Regions from separate parts of the Sus scrofa genome. Here region 1 is linked to region 2. The links are chromatin contacts, called in public Hi-C maps. All regions are on one chromosome and are shown on one strand. Each heading gives the region's core, a stretch centred on a gene start, on an enhancer-like site or on the middle of the called end of the contact. The rest is flanking DNA. Distances are from core to core; before and after follow the strand shown.

What was found. Hi-C and Micro-C count contacts between places; a contact is called where the count stands out from the background.
Region 1: a Hi-C map of retroperitoneal adipose tissue shows a contact between it and region 2, with 2.0 times the contacts expected there. The contact joins the enhancer-like site here to the promoter of CYP20A1 in region 2. A contact is called at or near these places in 4 of 47 Hi-C or Micro-C datasets (embryonic fibroblasts, heart right ventricle, liver and 1 more).

What each region holds. Positions count from the first base shown.
Region 1 is chr15:107,085,748-107,090,392 of Sscrofa11.1, reverse strand. No RefSeq gene overlaps it. Among named protein-coding and RNA genes, the nearest start is that of CD28, 40 kb to the left of the region's middle. Within about 2 kb of position 2,367, at least 29 of the 83 cell types and tissues checked have an H3K27ac peak or open chromatin away from gene starts, as enhancers often do. A contact at or near this core is called in liver and retroperitoneal adipose tissue, where this site is marked.
Region 2 is chr15:106,693,973-106,698,263 of Sscrofa11.1, reverse strand. It overlaps CYP20A1 (cytochrome P450, family 20, subfamily A, polypeptide 1), which reads right to left and starts at 1,542. Exons shown (of 13, transcript NM_001315809.1): 1 at 1,351-1,542. The coding sequence starts at 1,422.

The sequences.
Region 1 (4,645 bases), core at 1,118-3,617, 390 kb before region 2:
CTGTTCAAACTTCACCTTGTCAGCTGTCCTTCCCTACCTGCCCATTAGGAATTAGCACTGGTGGCTCCTTCTCACCCTGTGACTCTCTATTCCTCCCCATTTGCCATGTCATATATTTATTTGTATACTTGTTTATTATTTGGCTCCCCCACTAAAATTTAAGATCAGTGACAATGGGAACATATCTGTCTTATTTGCTATTTTATTCCCGGAGCCTAGGATTTAGATTTGGTATGTGGTAGACTATCAACAAATGTTTGAACCAGGTAGTTTTATCCCAACCACACTGCATGTAAGCATTAGGCACAGGCTAACTCCGAAATATGTTGGGTTTTATTTATCCCTTCCCCTTCTGGCCCATTTCTCAAAACTACTCAGACTTACATTTGCTAATCATACTAAGAAAGTTGAGGAATGAATTCTGCAGTATTTGGGATCAACTTCAAACATATGCTTTAAAAAAAAAAAGAAAGAAAGAAAGTTTCCCATCCAAATTCCTAAATTCATGTGCATATGAATAAAATAAACCTGCCTAATCACCTTCAAATCACTTGGGTAGCTTTGAACATAGAGTGATAATGCCACAAGCTTCTCTAAATGCATGCCAGGCACTTGCCAACTGGATCCTTCCTTTAATACCCAACAACTGACAACTTTGAAGTATACATATTTAATATTTTCCACATATCCACATCTAAATAATCAAACTATAAAATCCACTGGAATTCTTGATTAATTATCCAGACTTTACCAAGCTACGTCATGTCTAAGTGCTCCCCACCCCCGCCCAAGCAGCCAACCCTGAATGTCACTAACATGAAAAGCATTGTCACCCACCCAGAGAAGCCTAAATATTTGCTTTAATCTGCTAGGGGAGGGCCATTTGGGCAGTTCCCTCAGATGCATTTCTCTTTTCTCCATCTGCTCTTCCTTTTATCCTGATTTACCTTGCAAGTACATAAGGCAATGGTTTTCAAACTGGATGCTATGGCACCCCAGAATCTGAACACTTTACCAAATTTTGAAAAAAAATCATATCTGCTGCCACTGAGTACACATACTGTTACTGAGATGCCAGGATTCATCTTGCAAAGAGTAATAGCAGGACCAGCCACAAAGAAAGACGGTATATTTTCTGAAACATGTAAACAGTTTGTTCCACAAACATATCAGACATCAAGTTCAGGGCAGTAAACAGCTGTCCTTGAACCTAGACAGAGCACCGAAAAGCAATCACACAAGCTGTGCTCTGCTCTAGTTATTTTTATGGACACCATGAGATCGGTTTTATCATACTTGAGATGGTGGCATAGTTTTGATTCTTTGAAGCCCTTCATTTGTGTTTCCAACAATTCCAGCACTTGAAAGTATGCTACAAACACAGAAGATTGAGAACCTTCAATACAACAGAAGGCTTTATACTTTTGTAAAAGACCTGGGGATACATACAGATTTGGGTTATCTATGATTATCTGATTTTGGTTATGTGAACCTACTCCTTCAGAGGAAATATGAAATTAAGCGAACGCTTTAATTTAAGGACAGATTCTGCATCCCAGAGGCAATTTTCAGAAATAAAGTCAAAGTAAATTAGACCAACCCTAAATCTAACATCTCCATCAGAAGACATTATATGATCCTAGATACTCTCTTTATTGCAGCTTGTGCTCTGCGACATAACTATCTCTCAGGATGCCAAAAAGAGGAGACTGTGAACATCAGAGAGCTCAAAATTTCCCAAAGTGTTCCTCTTCCCTCTGTTTTCCATCTTCCAACTAAATCGTATTGGCAGCCCTTTTCTCCCCTGAAGGTTTGTGTCTGAACCTGATACAGGGCTGGGGCCTCTTTTGGAGTAAGCTTTTGCTTCAATAAGTTGTATCACAGAAATAAATGTGAGAGCTTCCCGTCCCTGCCAATCATATCCATTCAAAATAATAGCACTTGCCAGGACCGGAGGTTGTGGGGAGGGAAGAAAGAGGAGAGCAGGGAGGAGGTAATGTCAGGAATTGTTCCCTTGCAGCTGGTATTGCTCAGTAACAACTGTTCCTGCAAAACAAAAGATCACTTCAGAAAGCCAGACAGACAGAGGCCAACAGAAAGAGATCATTATAATCACATGTTAGAATCAAACAGCTTGAATTACTTTGTTCAAGCCTCTTTAAGTTTCCTCGCTGTTTCATATAAACGTAACAATTCGACATACTCTACTATAAATACTATAGCATCAATATAATGACAAAGAAATCATCCTTCCAAACATCTACCAATTAACAGGTTTCTTTTCTGCTTAGCTTCCTCCATCCTGGGGAGAAAAGATTAAAGATGTTCTAACACAGGGAGGCAGTGTAGCACAGTGGTGAAGAGCACAGGCTTGTCCCCAGAGCAGGATACTGTCCCAGCTTTGCTTCTTATCTGTGTGACCTTGGGCAAGTTTCTCAACCTCTCCAAAGGCTTAGTTTTCTCCATTGCTAAATGAAGATTGAAACTCATCTCCTTGATGGGATTGTGAGAATTAAGAGAAATTGCATGTGAAACACTGAGCACAGCACCTGATCCCCTAAAGACCATGTAGTAAGTGTTTGTTGTTTGGAGTCAATAAATAGGTGAAGAAACAAATACGTCATTTTCCCCTTTGGACTTCTCATTTTCTATCCTCATCCCACCCCCAATCTAAGCCAAAAAGAGGGAAGTCTTTGGAAGTAGTTGTGGCACGCTTGTCAGGTCAGATTGCCAAAGGAGAATGTGATGTCTAATTGGCTGGTCTTAGCTTTGCTGTTGGATCAAAGACCTGCTCCACAGCTGTCCTTCCCTCACCCTTCTCATATGTCCCCTCCCGTCACACAGCAGCCACTGGGCCTGTCCATGTGGGAGATGACTATTACGTGCCAGCAGTTAGGTAGGTCCCGTTCAGGAAGTAAGAATTACCCAACTTTTATGTAGAGACAGTGTCCTGGGGCAAAGTCACAGTGATAACAAGGAGACAGGTGTTGGGGGTGGGGTAGGAAAGAGGCTTTTTTTTGTCGGGGGAGGGGGGGAGTATCTTTTTTTTCTTAATAGACAAATATGTGAAGTGTTCCTAGCTTTAGATCTTAGCTTTTTCCTTAAGATGTTTACTTAACTGTCTATAACTTCTTCAACACAACATCAAGACTGACCACATCCCACATAATCAGAAAAAGACAAGGGAACACTCCTTAGGTCTATGTGAACGATGGAACCAAGGAGGAATTTTACAATTATAGGTTTCCTCTGACGAAAGAACCAAAAGGTCCTCTGCACACCAAACTCATTTCATGACCGCTTTGGCCTCAGAAGAAGTGGGTGGCACAGTCACTTTCAGTGGTTTATGGGCTATTCCAATGTCCGCATCAGGGAAAAGAAATCTGGTCACGTGCAAAACCCCAACTGCTGATTCGAATGAGTTGCTGTGACAATGTTTTAAAAAATGCTTCCTAAAGGAATACAGCATGCACCCACGTGAAGGTATTTGCCTGTGTCAGAAGTTGCAGAAGTGCTAAGTGACACTGAGCTCAGCTGGCCTAAAGCCAAGTGAAGTATTTCACCCTGAAGGAAATTATAGTGCTGTCATTGTGTTGTAATCAGCCTCTATAAAATGAAGCATTGTGTTTCTGCTGAGTCGTGAGCAGAAAAAAATGATGCAGGATCTGGCTTCCTTAGGGGAAGAGGGAGAGTGTATCTCTGCATCCACAGAAGAGGATATTCCATTTGGTCTCCTGAAGTATATATTTTGCTCATCTTTTTTTTTTTTTTTTTAATTCTGCCTTTTCAAAGGGAGTTGTCTCTGACCCAAAATTGCAACACTCACTATGTGCAGAAGATGTTGCCATCTTTGTTGCCACTGATTTATAGAAGAGCACTCATTGTTTACACCCATCTTAATATACAAGAAATTTAGGTGGAGGGAAGAAAGTCTTGAAAATATGACACATGCTGAATTTTTCTCAGCTGTCTCCAGCAGCAGAAACCAGGCCAACACTTTAATGAAGAGGCCCACGAGGCGTTTCCACATTTTAAAGCCTCAGCAGTTAAATGGAAAATTAGCTCAGGCATATATGCTCAAGTATAGTAACTAGGCAAGCCTGCTGAAAACCAAAGGTTGTCATTACAACAGGTCATTTGCTGGTTAGGAAAGAACAAAGATCACGATAGTTCAACTCTAACATTAAAAAAAAAAAAAAATTCCCAGTAGTTGGATAATGTGGTACTTTAGGCAAGAGACCTAATAAAATACTCTCTGGTTATTCCTACATGGCCCAATCCTATTCTTCTCTTATTTCAATACTCTGAGCACCTCTTTCAGTTTTGAAAATAAAACCCCCAATTTTTATCTACAGACATGTGACAGACTGATTTTGCTAAGAGTCTCAGACCTAATCTCTATTAATGTTTAGCTTCTGGTTGCCTCCAGTTTAGAAGTTGGTGTGCCCACTAGAGGGGAAGGCGAAATAGCCAATGACATCTTATTTTGTTTGACAGATAGGGTTTTTGTTTTGTTTTGTTTTGTTTTAGTATATCTGTTCCTTTGAGGAAATAATAATTACAGCTACTATTTACCAAGTGTTACACCAGGCACCATCCTAGAGGTTTTAAAACATGATCTCCTTTAATCTCTACTTTTTGAAGT
Region 2 (4,291 bases), core at 293-2,792:
GGCCACCAGGGAACTCCCCTTAAGTCTTTTCTTAGCATGGCAGCCAAAATGATTCTTTTAAACTTTAATAAAATTATATTTTAATTCCTTTACATTTAAAATGCCACTCTTCTGTAAAGGCAAGTCCACAAAATGGCCTAAACTAAAAACTGCCCATCTTCATCCCTGATTCTTCTGGGTAGTCTCTTCCACTCCAGCCACACCCCTCTCCTTGTGTTCCCGGAACACACCAGACATGTTTCCCCTAAAGATCTGCACTTGCTCTCTTTGCCTGAAATGGCTTCTCAGATACCTGAGTGGCCTGATCCTTCATCTCCTTCAGGTCTCTGCTCAAATTTCTCCTTATCTCTTGACCATCTAAAATTACAATGGCACCTACTTCCAAATTTATTTAGCTCCCTAATACTTAACACTAACAAACTCTATGTTATTTGCTTATATTGTCTGTTTTCCCTTTCTAGAATAGGGTCAAATAGTGTCACTAGAAGAGTGTCAAAAATTCAAGATCTGGAGTTAACTGAATTTTTAACTTTTCAGAAAAAAAAAAAAGATACACTGAAAGTTTCAGATTGTCTAGTTGCAATACTCCAAACTAATCCATTTACCACCTCTGAAAATAATGTGAGGTGTTCTGTCATTGTCAGTGATATATTTGGCTCTGTCCTGCTGCTTTACAACTTCTCCTACAATCACCACCTTGCATTGTAGATGATTTTGTTTTCAGAACCATCTTCCGAGGTTGACAAGAAGGCTAGGAGACCAAGAGATAAAAAACAGATTCAGAGTCAAGTGAAGCTCACAGTTAACTCCCTGCTCAGAGCTATTTCCAGGACCCCCGTAGCCTGTGAGGCCTTGCAAGGAGAAAGACCCGATCTGCACCCTAAAGGAATTTGGATTCCAGGAATGACAAACAGAAAGACACAAGGAAAGAAATACTTGGGGAATCCTCCGGAAAGGAGAAAGGAGTGAAGCAGCCTGGTTTCCTCCCAGGCTCACTAGAAAATGGAATTGGGGTTGGCAGAGTTACCGACCGAAAGCCAGCAGGGCACTTCAGACCTGCCCCCCAAGAATGACGCGGCGATGCTGGGCGCAGAGATCTGAGCCGCCCGCACGCCTGTTTCTGCCTCTGAGGGTGGTCGTACCGCTCGCGCGGGTTGATCCTCAACGCGGGCAGCGCGCGCCTGCGAAGCATCACGTGCTTCGGAAACGGGGCCCGCGCGGGGCCGGTGGTGGACGGAGCGGGAGCGGGAGCGGGAGCGGAAGCCCTCCCTCGGGCCCGCCCCTTGCGGCCCGCTGCGGGCTGAGCGACGTGGATGTGGGAAAGGCAGTGAGGGCCGAGACGGCCGTTACCGGGTAGAGGTAGAGCACCGCTCCCACCAACGCCAGCAGGAAGGTAACCGCGAAGATCGCGAAGTCCAACATGGTTCCTCCGCCCGGGAGCCACGTCTCGGTTTCCCGGCCCGAACAGCAGCGCCTCAGCCTGGCCAGACCCGAGGAATGGGAGGAGGGCCCGCCGGACGTGCGAACGCCAGGGCCGCTGAGGGCGTGGCCCGCAGGGCCTGGCGAGGAGGCCACTGGGCGCCCGGGAGCGGCCCGGGGGCCGGAGCCACGCCCAGGGGCGGAGTTCCAGTGGGCACGACTCCAGGACACGCCCACGACCTCGGGAAGGGGTTGCTTGGGGAAGGGGAACCTCCGCTTCTAGAAAACGTTAGGACTTCTCGTCACCCTTCCACGACCAGCACTTTAAGGTTTAAGAATTTAAGGTTGATTAAAACCACTAAACCCGTCGTTCTCATACTGGGGTCCCTGGACCACCAGTGGCAGCATCACTGGGGAACTTGTAAAAATGCAGATTCTCCATCCCATCACAGACCTAGAGAATCGGACACTGCGGGAGGGAGAGGGGTACAGCAATCTGTGGTTTAATACCGCTATTAAACGCATTGAGAACCACTGACCTAAGCCAAACTGATGGAAACGTCTTAGAGTCAAACACGATTAAGTTAGATATTTTATATTTTATGAAAAGTATTTAGCACAGCTCCTATGTTTACAGAATTGCCAGTTAGATAAACTGTGTAAGACGGTTAAATAGAAAAAAGACATTCAGAGACATTTTCTTCCATGTTATTTGAATGTGTTTTTTCTGGTGGGCGTGTCAAAAAGTTTCACTGTTTTTTTAGATCAAAAAACAAATGACGGGAGTTCCCGTCGTGGCTCAATGGTTAACGAATCCGACTAGGAACCATGAGGTTGCAGGTTCGATCCCTGGCCTTGCTCAGTGGGTTAAGGATCTGGCATTGCCATGAGCTGTGGTGTAGGCTGCAGACTCGGCTCGGATCCCCGCGTTGCTGTGGCTCTGGCGTAGGCTGGCAGCTACAGCTCCGATTAGACCCCTAGCCTGGGAACCTCCATATGTCGCGGGTATGGCCCAAGAAATGGCAAAAAGACAAAAAAAAAAAAAAAAAATGACGAATAGTGCAATATCTTTTGCAAACAACAGCAAAAATCCTAGGCTATTTTCTAGAGCATAAAAATATCCTAGGATCCCTCTTCTGTCTCAAGGGACTCCAAGTTTTGACATGGATAACATAACTCAAGGCCTGCTACTTACTGGTGTCCACTTAGTGGAAATGTCCTAAAAGTATTAATAGATTTTATAGATTTAATTTAGATTATAGATTTTATAGATTTAAAGTCACACGGAGGCAGCAGTTCAGCAAGAGAAATCATTACAGATTTCATTTTGCAGTTTTGTGTGTGTTTGTGTGTGTCATTTTTTACTGCTCCCCTGGCACATAGAAGTTTCTGGACCATGGATGGAATCATTGCCACAGCAGTGACAATGCCAGATCCTTAACCCACTAAGTCACCAGGGAACTCCTGAAGGTTGCATTTTAGAACTTCTATGGTAAATGACTTATTACATAAACATGGAACATATCTCCTTTTTTGGCTTTTTAGGGCTGCATCCACCCCATATGGAAGTTCCCAGTCTAGGGGTCGAATTGGAGCTGCAGCTGCTGGCCTACACCACAACCACAGCAACACCAGATCCGAGCCAAGTCTGTAACCTACACCACAGCTCATGGCAACGCCAGATCTTTGCATGAGTCCAGGGATCTAACCCTTGTTCACATGGATACTAGTCAGATTCGTTTCCACTGAGCCACAACAGGAACTCCCAAAAGTTCATTTTTAAGTCTCCTGTTCTGAATTTTAAAGGCACATTTCCCATCGGAATCATGTTTCAAGTAGATTTTCAAGACAGTGAACATTAAGAGTTCCCGTTTCGGCTCAGTAGTTAACGAACCTGACTAGTAACCACGAGGTTGTAGGTTCAATCCCTGGCCGGTTAAGGAGCTGGTGTTGCTGTGAGCTATGATATAGGTTGCAGATGCGGCTTGGATCCCGGGTTGCTGTGGCTGTGGCATAGGCCAGTGGCTACAGCTCCAATTAGACCCCTAGCCTGGGAACCTCCATATGCCATGGGTGCGGCCCTAAAATAAGACAAAAAAAAAAAAAAAAGGGAATGAACATCAGATTTTTAAATGTGTAACACAGTTGTATAACAGTAGCTATAGGCAGTCCTCTGAGATAACTGGACTCCCCTTTTAGTCTTAAATTGACTCATGGCCAGAGACCTCTAAAATTTAAGGGTCTGTGAAAAAGAGACAAAGATTACAGACAGTGAACAGGGCAAAATACTTTAGAGATTGAGTCTCTAAAACTATGCAACTACCTCCTGTTCTTGTGTTCTTCAGACTTTTGCCCAGATACCCTCTAAAATATTTTGTAAAACCACGTGTATACTTTCACACATTTTTGTATTGACATCTAAAATTTTAATCCTAACTTTGAAGGATTACGTTTCTGATACACTATAAATATCCACATTTTGGGTAGGGCTTCCCTGTCAGAGGTGGACCCTCCCCTCATATTCTCAGATCCACTCTCTGCCATTCTTTGTCCTATTTTGTGACCCCTGGAGCTAATTTCTGCAGGCTATACCACCAGGGCCCCTTTAAAGCTTCCCTCCAGTTGGGTTCCACCAGTAGAGGCATCAGTATGTTGAGGCTGAGAAGAAAGCAGGGCTGACTAGTTGGCCCCAAGAGTGGCTTCCAGAAACAAGATGGAGTCCTGGACCAGGTTAAACACATATTTGACGACCTCATCCTTGACATTCTGTGGCATGCAGTGAAAACAAGATCATTCAAATGACCACCAGTGGTGGCACGGGATGCAGTGCTAGTAGGGAACAAAATTTGGGATAGCCTAGTGACTTTTGATG